Regions from separate parts of the Zea mays genome. Here regions 1 and 3 are each linked to region 2. A link is a contact called in public Hi-C data. All regions are on one chromosome and are shown on one strand. Each heading gives the region's core, a stretch centred on a gene start, on an enhancer-like site or on the middle of the called end of the contact. The rest is flanking DNA. Distances are from core to core; before and after follow the strand shown. Region 1 holds the start of LOC100216710. Region 2 holds the start of LOC606430 (deoxy xylulose synthase 2). Region 3 holds the start of LOC100381966.

Evidence for each region. A called contact is a pair of places that touch in the nucleus more often than the background predicts.
Region 1: a Hi-C map of endosperm shows a contact between it and region 2, with 1.7 times the contacts expected there. The contact joins the promoter of LOC100216710 here to the promoter of LOC606430 in region 2. A contact is called at or near these places in 2 of 25 Hi-C or Micro-C datasets (endosperm and leaf).
Region 3: a contact with region 2 is called in a Hi-C map of endosperm, with 4 times the contacts expected there. The contact joins the promoter of LOC100381966 here to the promoter of LOC606430 in region 2. A contact is called at or near these places in 8 of 25 Hi-C or Micro-C datasets (bundle sheath, ear, endosperm and 4 more).

What each region holds. Positions count from the first base shown.
Region 1 is chr7:14,773,322-14,777,951 of Zm-B73-REFERENCE-NAM-5.0, forward strand. It overlaps LOC100216710, which reads left to right and starts at 3,196. Exons shown (of 21, transcript NM_001359483.1): 1 at 3,196-3,372; 2 at 3,981-4,100; 3 at 4,205-4,303; 4 at 4,426-4,563. The coding sequence starts at 3,319.
Region 2 is chr7:14,388,740-14,392,822 of Zm-B73-REFERENCE-NAM-5.0, forward strand. LOC606430 (deoxy xylulose synthase 2) reads left to right here and starts at 1,734. Exons shown (of 3, transcript NM_001308497.1): 1 at 1,734-2,040; 2 at 2,401-4,083. The coding sequence starts at 1,948.
Region 3 is chr7:13,966,241-13,970,827 of Zm-B73-REFERENCE-NAM-5.0, forward strand. LOC100381966 reads left to right here and starts at 1,396. Exons shown (of 1, transcript NM_001174739.1): 1 at 1,396-2,822. The coding sequence starts at 1,401. The coding sequence ends at 1,778. LOC103632070 reads right to left here and starts at 177. Exons shown (of 1, transcript NM_001322878.1): 1 at 1-177. The coding sequence starts at 9.

The DNA.
Region 1 (4,630 bases), core at 1,946-4,445, 390 kb after region 2:
CACGAGCGTCCACTCGGATTACCCGTTAGCAACTCACTGGAGACACCATGTTCGGCGCCCTCCGAGGGCAACATGGCGCTTTCCCCCCCCCCCCTCCTCCTTGCGGAAAGGCGACGCAGGGGCGTATGTAAAAAAGTCGAGTCTGTCCTTGACCGTCCTCTCGCTCTGTGCGGAGGCTCGGGGGCTGCTCTCGCAAACCCGGCTCCGGCTAAACCGTTGACAGCGTCAACATACCAGCCCGAGAGCTTGGGACTCGACTATGCACCCGGGCTATGGCCAGTTCGCATGAGGGAACAACCAGACCGGCCGAAGCATCACGAAACGTGCTAAGACCTCAAAGGAGTCAAATCACTCCTCCGAGGCCTCGGGGGCTACACCCGGCGGGTGCGCTCGCGCGCACCCATCGGAACGAAACGTAACCGAGAAAGGCCGGTCCCCTTGCAAAAAAGTGCGACAAAAGCCTCCAAGCGAGTACCAACACTCCCTTCGAGGCTCGGGGGCTACTGTCGGGGACCATAATTAGGGGTACCCCCAAGACTCCTAATCTCAGCTGGTAACCCCCATCAGCACAAAGCTGCAAAGGCCTGATGGGTGCGATTAAGTCAAGGCTCGGTCCACTCAAGGGACACGATCTTGCCTCACCCGAGCTCAGCCTCGAGCAAGGGCAGCCGACCCCGGAGGATTCACTTCTCGCCCGAGGGCCCCCTCAAGCAACGGATACACCTTCGGCTCGCCCGAGGCCCAGTCTTCGCCAAGAAGCAACCTTGGCCAGATCGCCACACCGACCGACCGTATCGCAGAAGCATTTAATGCGAGGATGGCCTGACACCTTATCCTGACGCGCGCCCTTCAGTCGACAGAGCCGAAGTGACCGCAGTCACTTCGCCGCTCCACTGACCGGCCTGACAAGAGGACAGCGCCGCCTGCGTCGCTCCGACTGCTGTGCCACTCGACAGAGTGAGGCTGACAGCAGCCAAGTCCGGCTTCGGGCGTCATAGGAAGCTCTGCCTCGCCCGACCCCAGGGCTCGGCCCCCGGATTCGGCCTCGGCTCCGGAAGACGACGAACTCCGCCTCGCCCGACCTAGGGCTCGGACTCGGCCTTGACTCCGGAAGACGACGAACTCCGCCTCGCCCGACCCAGGGCTCGGACTCAGCCTCGGCTCCGGAAGACGACGAACTCTGCCTCGCCGACCCCAGGGCTCGGACTTAGCCTTGGCTCCGGAAGACGACGAACTCCGCCTCGCCCGACCCCAGGGCTCGGACTCAGCCTTGGCCTCAGACGATGGTCTCCGCCTCGCCCGACCCGGGGCTCGGACTCGACCTTGACCTCGGAAGACAGACTCGACCTCGACCTCGGAGGAGCCTCCGCCTTGCCCGACCCATGGCTCGGACCGACCACGTCACAGGGGGGCATCATTACCCTACCCCTAGCTAGCTCAGGCTACGGGGAACAAGACCGGCGTCCCATCTGGCTCGCCCCGGTAAATAAATAATGATGGCGCCCCGCGTGCTCCGTGACGACGGCGGCTCTTTGCCCTTTACGGAAGCAAGGAGACGTCAGCAAGGACTCGACAGCCCCGACAGCTGTCCTTCCGCAAGGCTCCAGCGCTCCTCCGACGGTCATGACATCACATGAACAGGGTGCCAAAACCTCTCCGGCTGCCACGACGGCATGTACTTAGGGCGCTAGCTCCTCTCTGCTAGACACGTTAGCACACTGCTACACCCCCCATTGTACACCTGGACCCCCTCCTTACGCCTATAAAAGGAAGGTCCAGGGCTCTCTTACGAGGAGGTTGGCCACGCGGGGAACGGGACGACGCGCAAAGTCTCTCGCTCTCTCCCACGCGGACGCTTGTAACCCCCCTACTGCAAGCGCACCCGACCTGGGCGCAGGGCAACACGAAGGCCGCAGGTTTCCCCTTTTGCCTGTCTCTTCTCTTTTGCCTCCCTTCGTGCTCCGTCTCGCGCCGACCCATCTGGGCTGGGACACGTAGCGACAATTTACTCGTCGGTCAAGGACCCCCCGGGGTCGAAACGCAGACAATATGTCACATCACAACTTTAAATAACATCACAAAGCATTTAGGAGAAATGGATTTTACAAGGATGAAAACCATATGTCAATATATTTTGAAGACCATATGTCAATATGTTTTGAAGGTCTTGAAAACCGTGTAAAACCAAATATTTTACTAATTTATGTATGACTATTTAGTTACACTATAAAATAGGGAGTAAAATTTTACTTATTATGTCGCTTTAGTTTTATATTTTTATGTTACGGTGTAAGAAAGTATGTTATGAAATTTTTAATAAAGCCTGTTTGGTTTGGGTGACTAAAGTTTATTAACTTTAGTCACTTTTAGTCCCTAAAGAAGCAAACATGGTGACTAAAGTTCGGTGACTAAACTTAAATTCTTTAGTCAACAAGAAGTGACTAAAAGGGACTAAAGTAGGATTTTTACCTCATTTGCGCTCTACTATTTCTTAGTGCAGCATACATCCACTAACTAATAGAGGTAATGCAGTCATTATTCGCACCAATTAATGATTTTTAGTCAACTTTAGTAACCGAAACCAAACTTTTTAAGAAATCAATTTTTATTTTTTAGGTAGGAGAGACTAGCTTTTCGGTTTTAATGAACAATGAATTCAATTTATATAAACTAAACCATAAATTAGTATGTTTAGGACTACATCAATTTTTATAAACTAATTTTTTAAAAACCGGGTGGTTTCAAATAGGTCCTAAAAGAACCGAACAAGACCTAAGTATATTTAGCCTAAATGTAATCAGTAGCAATAAAGGAGGCGTTTGGATTTCCATCCGAAAAAAGTAACTTTTTTTTTATCAAGAACCCTCTCTGCTCTGGCGACCCGCGACCTATGCATCCACCACTGACCACCCCTCTCGTCTCCTGCATTGATGACCCGCAGTCTCCGCACCGCTTCTAGTACTAGGGTGCGTGCATCGTCCGTCCATCGAGGGAGGGAGACACGCAGACGGCCACAGCGGCTGCCACTCGGCTGGCGCTCACACCGGATCCGGGCCCCACTACCCACCTCCTGTCCAGCCCGGTCTCCACAGCAGTGCCCACCACCGCCTGCAGTCTGCAGAGATCCCCCACTGATTCGCTCGCCGTCCCTCCGCTGCGCTGCTATATAGGACCGTGCCGCCGCGTGCGCTCGTGGACTGTGGTGTGCCTTGTGCGACAGTCGCCAGCCTGCCCCGCCTGCCGGCCCGGCCGCCCGCCTGCCCGCGGCACTGAGAAGACGAAGCTCCGGGCTCCGGGACGCCGAGCAGAGGGGAAAGGATGGAGGACAAGGCGTCCAACCTAGACGCCGTGCTCAAGGAGGCCGTCGATCTCGTACGCGCCACTCTCTGATCCCTCCTCCCTTCCTCCTTCCCCGTTTTGCCTTCTTCTGCTCTCGCGGTTGCTTCTCGGGCTCAGTGCCGCCGCCCGCTGCTGCTCTGCTAGGTGCTCCCTGCTCCGTTCTTGCATCCCTCGTTTCGCGGATTTCGTTTTCGCTTGCGGAGTGCGGATGGATGGAGTTTTTCTTTTTGGGTGCCTGGCGCTGGCGGTGAACTAGTACTACTGGCTTCTCTTCCCGTTCGTGCTCCCCGCTCGATCTCGGCGGGGCTCCGTGATCTACTCGGCGGCCGCGATTCGCTCCCGGTTGCCCCCCCGTCCACGAGGCGTTTCGGCGCTTGATCTCGCTGCGGTAGTGCGGTTACGTTCGACCCAGGTTCTTCTTCCCAGTTGCTCGGCTGTTACTTTTGTGGTCTCTTTCTTTCTTTCTTTCTTTCTTTTTACCGTCATGTCTGCCTTTTGTTTTGTGTGCGTGTGGTTTTCCGCCGCTTCAACGCACCAATTCTTGATCTTCTTTTACGCGGGTCTCCCGATAACACTAAACTCGGGTGGTTCTTGTCTGTTGCTTCACCACTTTGCTGCGGTGCTGTTTTGCGCCTGCGCAGGAGAACATACCGATCGAGGAGGTGTTCGAGAACCTCCGATGCAGCCCGCAGGGTCTCACCACGGAGCAGGCGGAGCAGCGCCTCGCCATCTTCGGGCCCAACAAGCTGGAGGAGAAGCAGGTGAAGGGACCCGCCGCCTTGGCTTCCATGCGTTTCTGTTCCTGGTGCTCCGTCTCGCACCAAGCTTACATGATGGATGTGTGCGTGTGTCTATGTGTCTGCAGGAGAGCAAGTTCCTCAAGTTCTTGGGCTTCATGTGGAACCCGCTGTCCTGGGTCATGGAGGCGGCCGCCATCATGGCCATCGCGCTCGCGAATGGGGGAGTAAGTTCTGCCGCTTCTTTTTTTCCACACCGTGTGGACATGGCCTTCAGCCCTCAGAGCGGGCGTTCTGGAGACTGGCGTCAGAGGTTTTCATGTTTGTTTCTGCTGATTTTTGTCTTCAGAACAAGCCGCCCGACTGGCAGGACTTCGTGGGGATCATCACTCTGCTCATTATCAACTCCACAATCAGCTTCATTGAGGAGAACAATGCGGGCAATGCCGCTGCTGCTCTCATGGCACGCCTCGCCCCCAAGGCCAAGGTACTGACAGGATCCTGTTTTGCTGTGTGGTTGCGAAGTTGTGTTGTTTGCCTGGAGGCTATATACT
Region 2 (4,083 bases), core at 484-2,983:
GTGACACTTCTTCGCTCAAGATCATCTTCCATCTTGGTCCCCTTTTCAATGCCCTTTTGTAATCAGTGGGATCAACCCTACGAAAGTATTCTTTTTAATGTATTATCTTTATTCTTTGTAGAAAGATAGTACCTCTCTTTCGATTGCTTATGCTACAAGAATGTGTTCCAATGCCATCTATACTTGTGAAACTTCTAAAAGTTAGGTGCCTTTTCATCCTTCAAGAATTTATAGTAATGTTTCATCTTATGACTCTGAAATAGTACATCCATCTTTAGATCCCAATGTTTCACCCTATCTTCATAATTTACAGGCCTTTCGTATGATCCGTTGGAGATAGCCTGAACTAAGATCTAAAGCCCATTAATTCGATAGTGACCATTTGTAGTGCTGCTTAGTAGGGACGTCCCATGGGCCGCCCAAGGCTCCAAAATCCTAGATCCTCAAAATTTATAGCAATTCATATATATTACAAATATAAATATTATTTTTTATAAAAAAATGGCTAATGTGGCCTAGAATCGTGAGAACATTGAAATCGATCTATTCTTCTTGTTAATCAATCTATTTCTTTGCTTATAAGAAGATGTAAACAATATTAAGATTATCGAAAAAAATATTTGATTTCCTTTTTTACCTCTGGTGCATTGGAGTCATTCGATAAAAAAACTTTAGATCTTGTTGTCACCATCTTACGGTAGCACTTAAAATGTAGCACTTAAAAGAGACAAACAATCTGATTTGATACAAGTGACCTATTCTTGGAATTGTGTTTCCTCCAAGAATTTTTCTACAAGAAAATGTGCCCTATTTACATTCTAAATTTTCTAAAGCACCATGATTAGATGGACATCTGAATTGATACAAGTGACCTATGCGTGGAGTTGAGTTTCCTCTAAGATTTTTTTCCTACAAGAAAATGTGCCCTATTTACATTCTAATTTTTCTAACACAATATAATTATTTTCTTAATGCAACCGTAAAAAATGAGGGGCAAGGGGGATTTAAACTCCAACACCCCCAGAAGGAAGCACCGATCTTCCACCATTGCAACGTGTGGCTGTTTGTGATATACTAAGGTTTAAGGAGAGATATTGTAAATATAAAAATATAATCTTGTTTGAATAAATATCTCATGTAAGCAAAGTCTACCTATATGATATATAGAAATAGTAGGAATGCGGGTAACTAACTAGGTGACAATAAAATATTCGAGAAGATTGAATAAAAACATCATTAAAATATTATTTTAGAAACACTAAAAGAAAAATGATTTTTAAATAAATATTATGTATCCGATATAACATTTATTCGTTGTTATATTATATGTACACGTATACATACTAATCTCTCCCTTCTAAAATATAATTGATTTTAGATTAAATATATATTTATTAATTAACCTATGAACATATTTTATATGTATGTGTTATATGTATATCTATGTTTATTATTATCTAAATGTTTATTATTATCTAAATGAATATAGACAGAAAAAAAAGTAGTTTAGAAAGAAATATATTTCGAACCGAGTGGGTATTAATGTTTTGTACAGGGAGGGCCCTCCTACGATGCTTGGACGCAATTGGCGATTAATCGCGCGAGAAGCATCGCAGCGTCCCCAAACTGAGCTCTCCTCATTTTCTCGCCTTCCCTTCTCGTTCCCACCACGTGTACTTCTCTTTTCTCTTGATCCACTTCGTTCTAGCGCGTCGTGCCTATATAAACCCGCCTCCGCCTCCACTTCTCCTTCACGCCCCGCCTTGCCTTCATCCTCCTCCTCTCCTCCATCTCTCCTCGCCCCAGCGCGCGCGCGGCATCGCCGTCGAGCTACTTACTCGAGCTTCAGTTCCAGCTACTGGAGCACGCAGTTCATATTAATACACAGCTTAGCTGTACCAAGCGGCATCTTGCACGCTAGCTAAACTAGAGGAACTCGCTGCGCGCATGTCTCCAATAATGGCGCTCCAGGCATCGTCGTCGTCGCCTTCCGCGTTCCGTGCGGTCCCGGCCACCGCCAACGCTTCCTGCCGGCGTCAGGTACGGCCACTTACAGGCCCGTGACGCGGCCTTGGGGAACGTTGCTCCTCCGTTTGTTTCTTGCGCTTAAAAATCGGAAAAAAATTTGTTGCAGTCCGGCTGCAAACCAGGCTGTTTGCAGCCCCTCACAAAAAGGAGGATAGGTCCCACCCGCAGATAAATAATACAACTAAAACGTTATCTGGTGGACCTGCAGGTGGGGCCTATCCACCTTTTTGTGAGGGGCTGCAAACAGCCTGGTTTGCAGCCGGGCTGCAACAAATTTTTTTCCTAAAAATCGAACCTTTTTGCATTGCTGCATCATGTGGTGCCGGTGCTCATGCATGTACGGGGCATGGTTTTGGACTCGTGTGTCTGCAGTTCCAGGTGCGCGCTCAGGTAGCCGGCGGCAGCAGCAGTAGCAGCATCGGAGCCGATGGTGGGAAGATGATGGTTTCCAAGGAGCCGGCGGCGGCGGCCACGTCGTCGGGACCGTGGAAGATCGACTTCTCCGGCGAGAAGCCGCCGACGCCGCTGCTGGACACCGTGAACTACCCGCTCCACATGAAGAACCTGTCGATCTTGGAGCTGGAGCAGCTGGCGGCGGAGCTCCGCGCGGAGGTCGTGCACACCGTGTCCAAGACCGGCGGGCACCTGAGCTCCAGCCTGGGCGTTGTGGAGCTGTCGGTGGCGCTGCACCACGTGTTCGACACCCCGGAGGACAAGATCATCTGGGACGTGGGCCACCAGGCGTACCCGCACAAGATCCTGACGGGGCGGCGGTCGCGGATGCACACCATCCGCCAGACCTCCGGGCTGGCGGGGTTCCCCAAGCGCGACGAGAGCGCGCACGACGCGTTCGGGGTCGGCCACAGCTCCACCAGCATCTCGGCGGCGCTGGGCATGGCCGTGGCGCGGGACCTCCTGGGGCGCAAGAACCACGTGATCTCCGTCATCGGCGACGGCGCCATGACGGCCGGCCAGGCCTACGAGGCCATGAACAACTCGGGCTACCTGGACGCCAACATGATCGTGGTGCTGAACGACAACAAGCAGGTGTCGCTCCCGACGGCCACGCTGGACGGGCCGTCCAAGCCCGTGGGCGCGCTGAGCCGGGCGCTGACTAAGCTCCAGTCCAGCACCAAGTTCCGGCGCCTCCGCGAGGCGGCCAAGTCCGTGACGAAGCAGATCGGCGGGCCGACGCACGAGGTGGCCGCCAAGGTGGACGAGTACGCGCGCGGCATGATCAGCGCCTCCGGGTCGTCGCTGTTCGAGGAGCTCGGGCTCTACTACATCGGCCCCGTGGACGGGCACTGCGTGGAGGACCTGGTGACCATCTTCGAGAAGGTGAAGTCGATGCCGGCGCCGGGGCCCGTGCTGATCCACATCGTGACGGAGAAAGGGAAGGGGTACCCGCCGGCGGAGGCGGCGGCGGACCGGATGCACGGCGTGGTGAAGTTCGAGCCGGCTACGGGGAGGCAGCTCAAGTCCAAGTCCCCGACGCTGTCGTACACGCAGTACTTCGCGGAGTCCCTGATCCGGGAGGCGGAGAGCGACGAGAAGGTGGTGGCCATCCACGCGGCCATGGGCGGCGGCACGGGGCTGAACTACTTCCAGAAGCGGTTCCCGGAGCGGTGCTTCGACGTGGGCATCGCGGAGCAGCACGCGGTGACGTTCGCGGCGGGGCTGGCCGCGGAGGGGCTGAAGCCGTTCTGCGCCATCTACTCGTCGTTCCTGCAGCGCGGGTACGACCAGGTGGTGCACGACGTGGACCTGCAGCGGCTGCCCGTGCGGTTCGCGCTGGACCGGGCGGGGCTGGTGGGCGCCGACGGGCCCACGCACTGCGGCGCCTTCGACGTGGCGTACATGGCGTGCCTGCCCAACATGGTGGTGATGGCGCCCGCGGACGAGGCGGAGCTGATGCACATGGTGGCGACGGCGGCCGCCATCGACGACCGGCCCAGCTGCTTCAGGTTCCCGCGCGGCAACGGCGTCGGCGCGGCGCTCCCGCCGGGGAACAAGGGCGTGGCGCTGGAGGTGGGCAGGGGCAGGGTGCTGGTGGGC
Region 3 (4,587 bases), core at 146-2,645, 420 kb before region 2:
GAACACCATGGTGGCGTGGCGACGACGACTGGCAGCTAGCGCGAGGGATGTCCGGCGCGGGTGACTGATGGGCGCTGGTTGGTGTCTGTTGGGTGTGTGTGAATTTAAGGAGCTGATTGAGGGAGAAAGGAGTGTGGATGGGTGAGGGTGACGGGCTGAGGCGTGCTCTGTTACGTCCCTTTCACACTTGTCTTAATTGGAGTTGGAGGTTAGGGCGAGTTCGAACTGACTAAGGGCCTGTTCGTTTCCGTAGGATTGCGTCAAGAATTATTCCTGTTGATCAAAACTTATATAAATTAGAGCAACTCCAAAAGAGCACTAAAAAATTCTTCCCCAAAATCACTTATTAGGGGCTGTTGTTAATATAATTTCCCCCAAAAAAGTCTTTACCCACAGCAGACTGCTATAAAGTGATCGCTAATATTTTTTAAACAAATTAAGTGGGCCACAACAAACCAACCGTGTTTTTCGTTCCGGTGCCTCCTGCAGCAGCAGGCATCGGACAGGCATACTGTAACCTCCAATTCAAGCATGAACCACAATGTAGTTCCACAACCACAATGCAACAACATGTGTTTCTGTTCACTGCAACCTAAAACACTTGCTGGAATTGACAATGGAGCACAAGTGACGTCTCTGTTCACTCTTTTGGTTTTGTAGATCAGCTAGAGAAGCTGGCAACCCTCCAATTAAAACATGAACCACACAGTGACATATTCAAAGAGTGATATATATCGTTGTCAGTTATGAGATACAACTTAATATCAACATAACACAATGCCAAATTACCGGTTCACAAGGGAAATGTTTATTTCACAGAACAAACAGTATAAACAGAAACAAAACAGACTTTGACCACAAGCTGACATTCAGTCTATTTCACTAAACAAAAAGACTCACAGCAAGAACAAGTTCACCTCATCACAAATTGCTGAAGCGTGAAAATGAAGTATAAAAAGAAACAAAAAATTAAACATATGCACTACATCGTTATCAGTTCATTGCACTACATTTATAAACCAACTAATAATTGTAGTCATTTTGAAAAAAATACTATAAACATGGAAAAAATATGTGCCATCAGCAAAACTTTAACCAGAATTATTACATGCAGAGCCAAAATACGATCTTCCACAATATATATTTAACAGTCAAGCGAGATTCAGTAACAGGCCTAGTCTGCCCAATCCTGTGTGCCCAATCAATTGACGGGTCCTCAGCATAAGGGTGCCACCAGAGATTAAGGAAAATTACATGGCAAGCAGCAGCCATTTTGTGACCAAGGTTACCAGCTTTCGGTGACATAATCATAACTCTAACCTGAAGAAGAAGAAAAAACTTCTGCCTAGTATTCTGGAAACTGCAAAATAAACAAAAGCATGAAAAAACAAACATAACATATGACCTCTAGGTCAGTGTTAAAATCCTTCACGACTTTATCTCTTAATTTGAGAGACATTGTTCCATCTGGTCTCATGTACTATACAATTTCATATTCAGTGAAAGCTCCAGCTAAATCCAGCATGCCAGTCCACTCGAAAAAGATAATGCCAGAGATGCAAATATTCCGCTACATAGAAGCAGCTTCACTCGGCGGCGCCGTTTGCTATATCCTACATGGATTCCACCCCCACCGACCCACAAACGAAGGACGATACCATGCGTGGACATCCGCCCTTGAATCCGCCTGTGTCGACAACCTTGAAGCCGCCGCCCTTCAAGTAGCCACCAACGCCGCGTTGATGACGACCTACACGCTGCGCCGCATCTGGTCTTGAAGAAGCCGCCAACGCCGCGCCGGTGACGACCTACAGGTCGCACCGCACCCGCCCTTGAAGAAGTCACCAACGCCGCGCCTGTGAAGAATGCATTCCTCCAACGACGATGGTGTCTCTCCCGCCGCCGCCCGCCTTTCGTCGAACAAAACTGCACGCGCAGCTGGGAAAAAGTCGCGGAAAGCTACTGAATTGAGCGTGCTCTGGAGGATTTGGGATAGTTTGGCTTGCGCATATATGCGGGATCCATCGTCTCCTTTACGGGAAGCCGAAAAAATGGGGAAAGGAACAACAGTCTGTTGGAGGCGAAGAATTCGGAGTTTCGACGCGAAAAACACTATTCAGATTGATATGCGGCATCTCTTGGAGTTGCTCTTAGAGAAGCAATCCGGGCCGGAACAGGGTCCTTTCGATTGTTTGGGATTGGAGCCTCAGATTAATTCCTAGCCGGATTACTTCTCTAATTTACATAGATTTTGATGAGCTAAAATAAATTATGTCTTATTCCGGTACAACCGAACGGGTCCTAAGGGCATGTTCGTTTGTGTTGGATTGGTGGGTCAGAACGATTCCTAACCGTATTACTTTTCTAATTTATATAAACTTTGATTAGATAAAATGATTTCGGATGCAATTCCACACAAACGAACAAAGCCTAATTGAGGACTTGGATCTTGAGATGAGGGAAGGGAGCACGACGGACACAGAGGCAAGGGAACCGGCCGTTGGCTGGCTACCAGCGTGGTGCACGACACGATGGGATGGAACCCGGCAGCGCCGACGAGAGGAGCGCGGCGCACCGCGCACGTCACAAGGAGTGGCGAAGGAGCGCCGACGAGAGGAGCGCGGAGACCTCGCTGGCGGATCTCAGACAGCGAGAGGAGCCGAGGGCCGAGGCTTGGAGTCCCCAAGAAAATTAAAGATGACTGCCCGTCAGAAACGCGTGACGTGAGCAGCCGGAGTAGATATTCCGACGAGTCTTGCGGCGGCACGCGAGAGCTTGACTCGGGAGTGCAGCTCCAGCGCCAGCGCCACGACGACTACTCGTGGAATGGGAGCACTGCACAGGCCTGCCCTGACTGTGTTCTACTTCTTCCGGCGTGGACGCGTGGTGACTGACCGGCGAGTAGCGCGCGCGACGTTCTTTCTTTCTTTCTCCCTTTCATTCTTTCTTCCGAAGAGACAGTGATGCCGGCGTGCGGACCTTTGTTGACTGGCGGCCGCGACCCGTCCGCCGCGGGCGTCGCGTGCGCGTGAAAGCGCCCCCCACACCCCCTCGCCACCGGCCGCGGAGCGCGACGTGCGGCTGCGGCCCCGTGAGGACATGGACATGGATCGGCATCTCGGCAGGTGTGGTGGTGTGGACAGTGGACTGCGAGGACGCGGATCGGGCGGACGCCGCTTGGTTAGCGGTCGGCCCGCCGGACAGTAGCTCTTTGATTATACTACTGTTTTCTTGATTATATTGGGTGGGTGGGTGAGGGGCAAATCACGCTGCCGATTGTGCCGTGTTGTTAATTCATTTGGCGCAGAGGCGGTAGGTGCGTGCGGTGTTCGTGCTTCGTGGCGTCCAATCCAGGGACGACGCGAGGCCAGCTTGTTTTAATGCGATGGGGGGCATCGGAGTAGCTAGCTGATTGACGTGCGGGGGTGACCCTTTACCTACGTACGATTAGTGCTACGAATTGGATCCAATCCAGGTTCATCGTCCTTTCAGTCAAACGGGCTCGGACTAAGAAGATCCACAAAATAATTTGGACCGTGTCTTGTGAGCTTAAACAAGTAGAAATGGTGGCCTAGCCCAACCCCTAAAGCACGTTGTGGCTTCGTTGGATCGTGCCGGTACAAGCCAGACTCATATATCTGAACAACAAAGTTTAAATATTATAACCACGTAAGGTTCATAGCTTACTAAATTAACGACATTAGACATTAAACAATGATAGCATCATTTGACCACATAAAATCCAAATATTACAACCAAATAAAGTCCATAACTTACTAAATTAAAGAAAATTAAACAATATGTGCTTCGGCCCATGCGCGCGGGTCATACCGGGGGCCTAACGGCCCACAATTTGAGGCCCGATCCAGGCTCATCTTTGGGTCGTACTAGTCCGACCCATATTATTTTGTGTCGGGGGCGTGCTTTAGGCTCATATTTTTGGATCGTGCTCATGCTAGCCGAAAAAGCGTGACCCATATTCCCAGCACCACATACGATCATGCAGCGCGAGACCGGTAAGCCCGACACTAGACCTAGGTTATCGGTCTGGTCCAAGCACGACTCAGTCCGTCCTGCTTTGTGCATGTGTTGATTCGACCCGAGGCACCAGACTGTGCTTATGGTGCTCCTCCAGTTTGACGGACTCTAGCTTGGCTGCCAACGAAAGTCAGGGTTAGACTCGCTAGCTAGAGGGTCTTGTCGCAGCCTGTCGGGGACCATAATTAGGGGTACCCTCAAGGCTCCTAATTCTCAGCTGGTAACCCCCATCAGCATAAAGCTGCAAAGGCCTGATGGGCGCGATTAAGTCAGGGATCAGTCCATTCGAGGGACTCGATCACGCCTCGCCCGAGCCTAGCCTCGGACAAGGGTAGCCGACCCCGGAGGATTTCTGTCTCGCCCGAGGCCCCCCTCCAGCGGCGAACATATTTCCGGCTCGCCCGAGGCCCTGCCTTCGCCAAGAAGCAACCCTGAGTAAATCGCCGCACCGACCGACCAAATCGCAGGAGCATTTAATGCAAAGGTGGCCTGACACCTTTATCCTGACGCGAGCCCCCAGCCGGCAGAGCCGAAGTGACCGCCGTCACT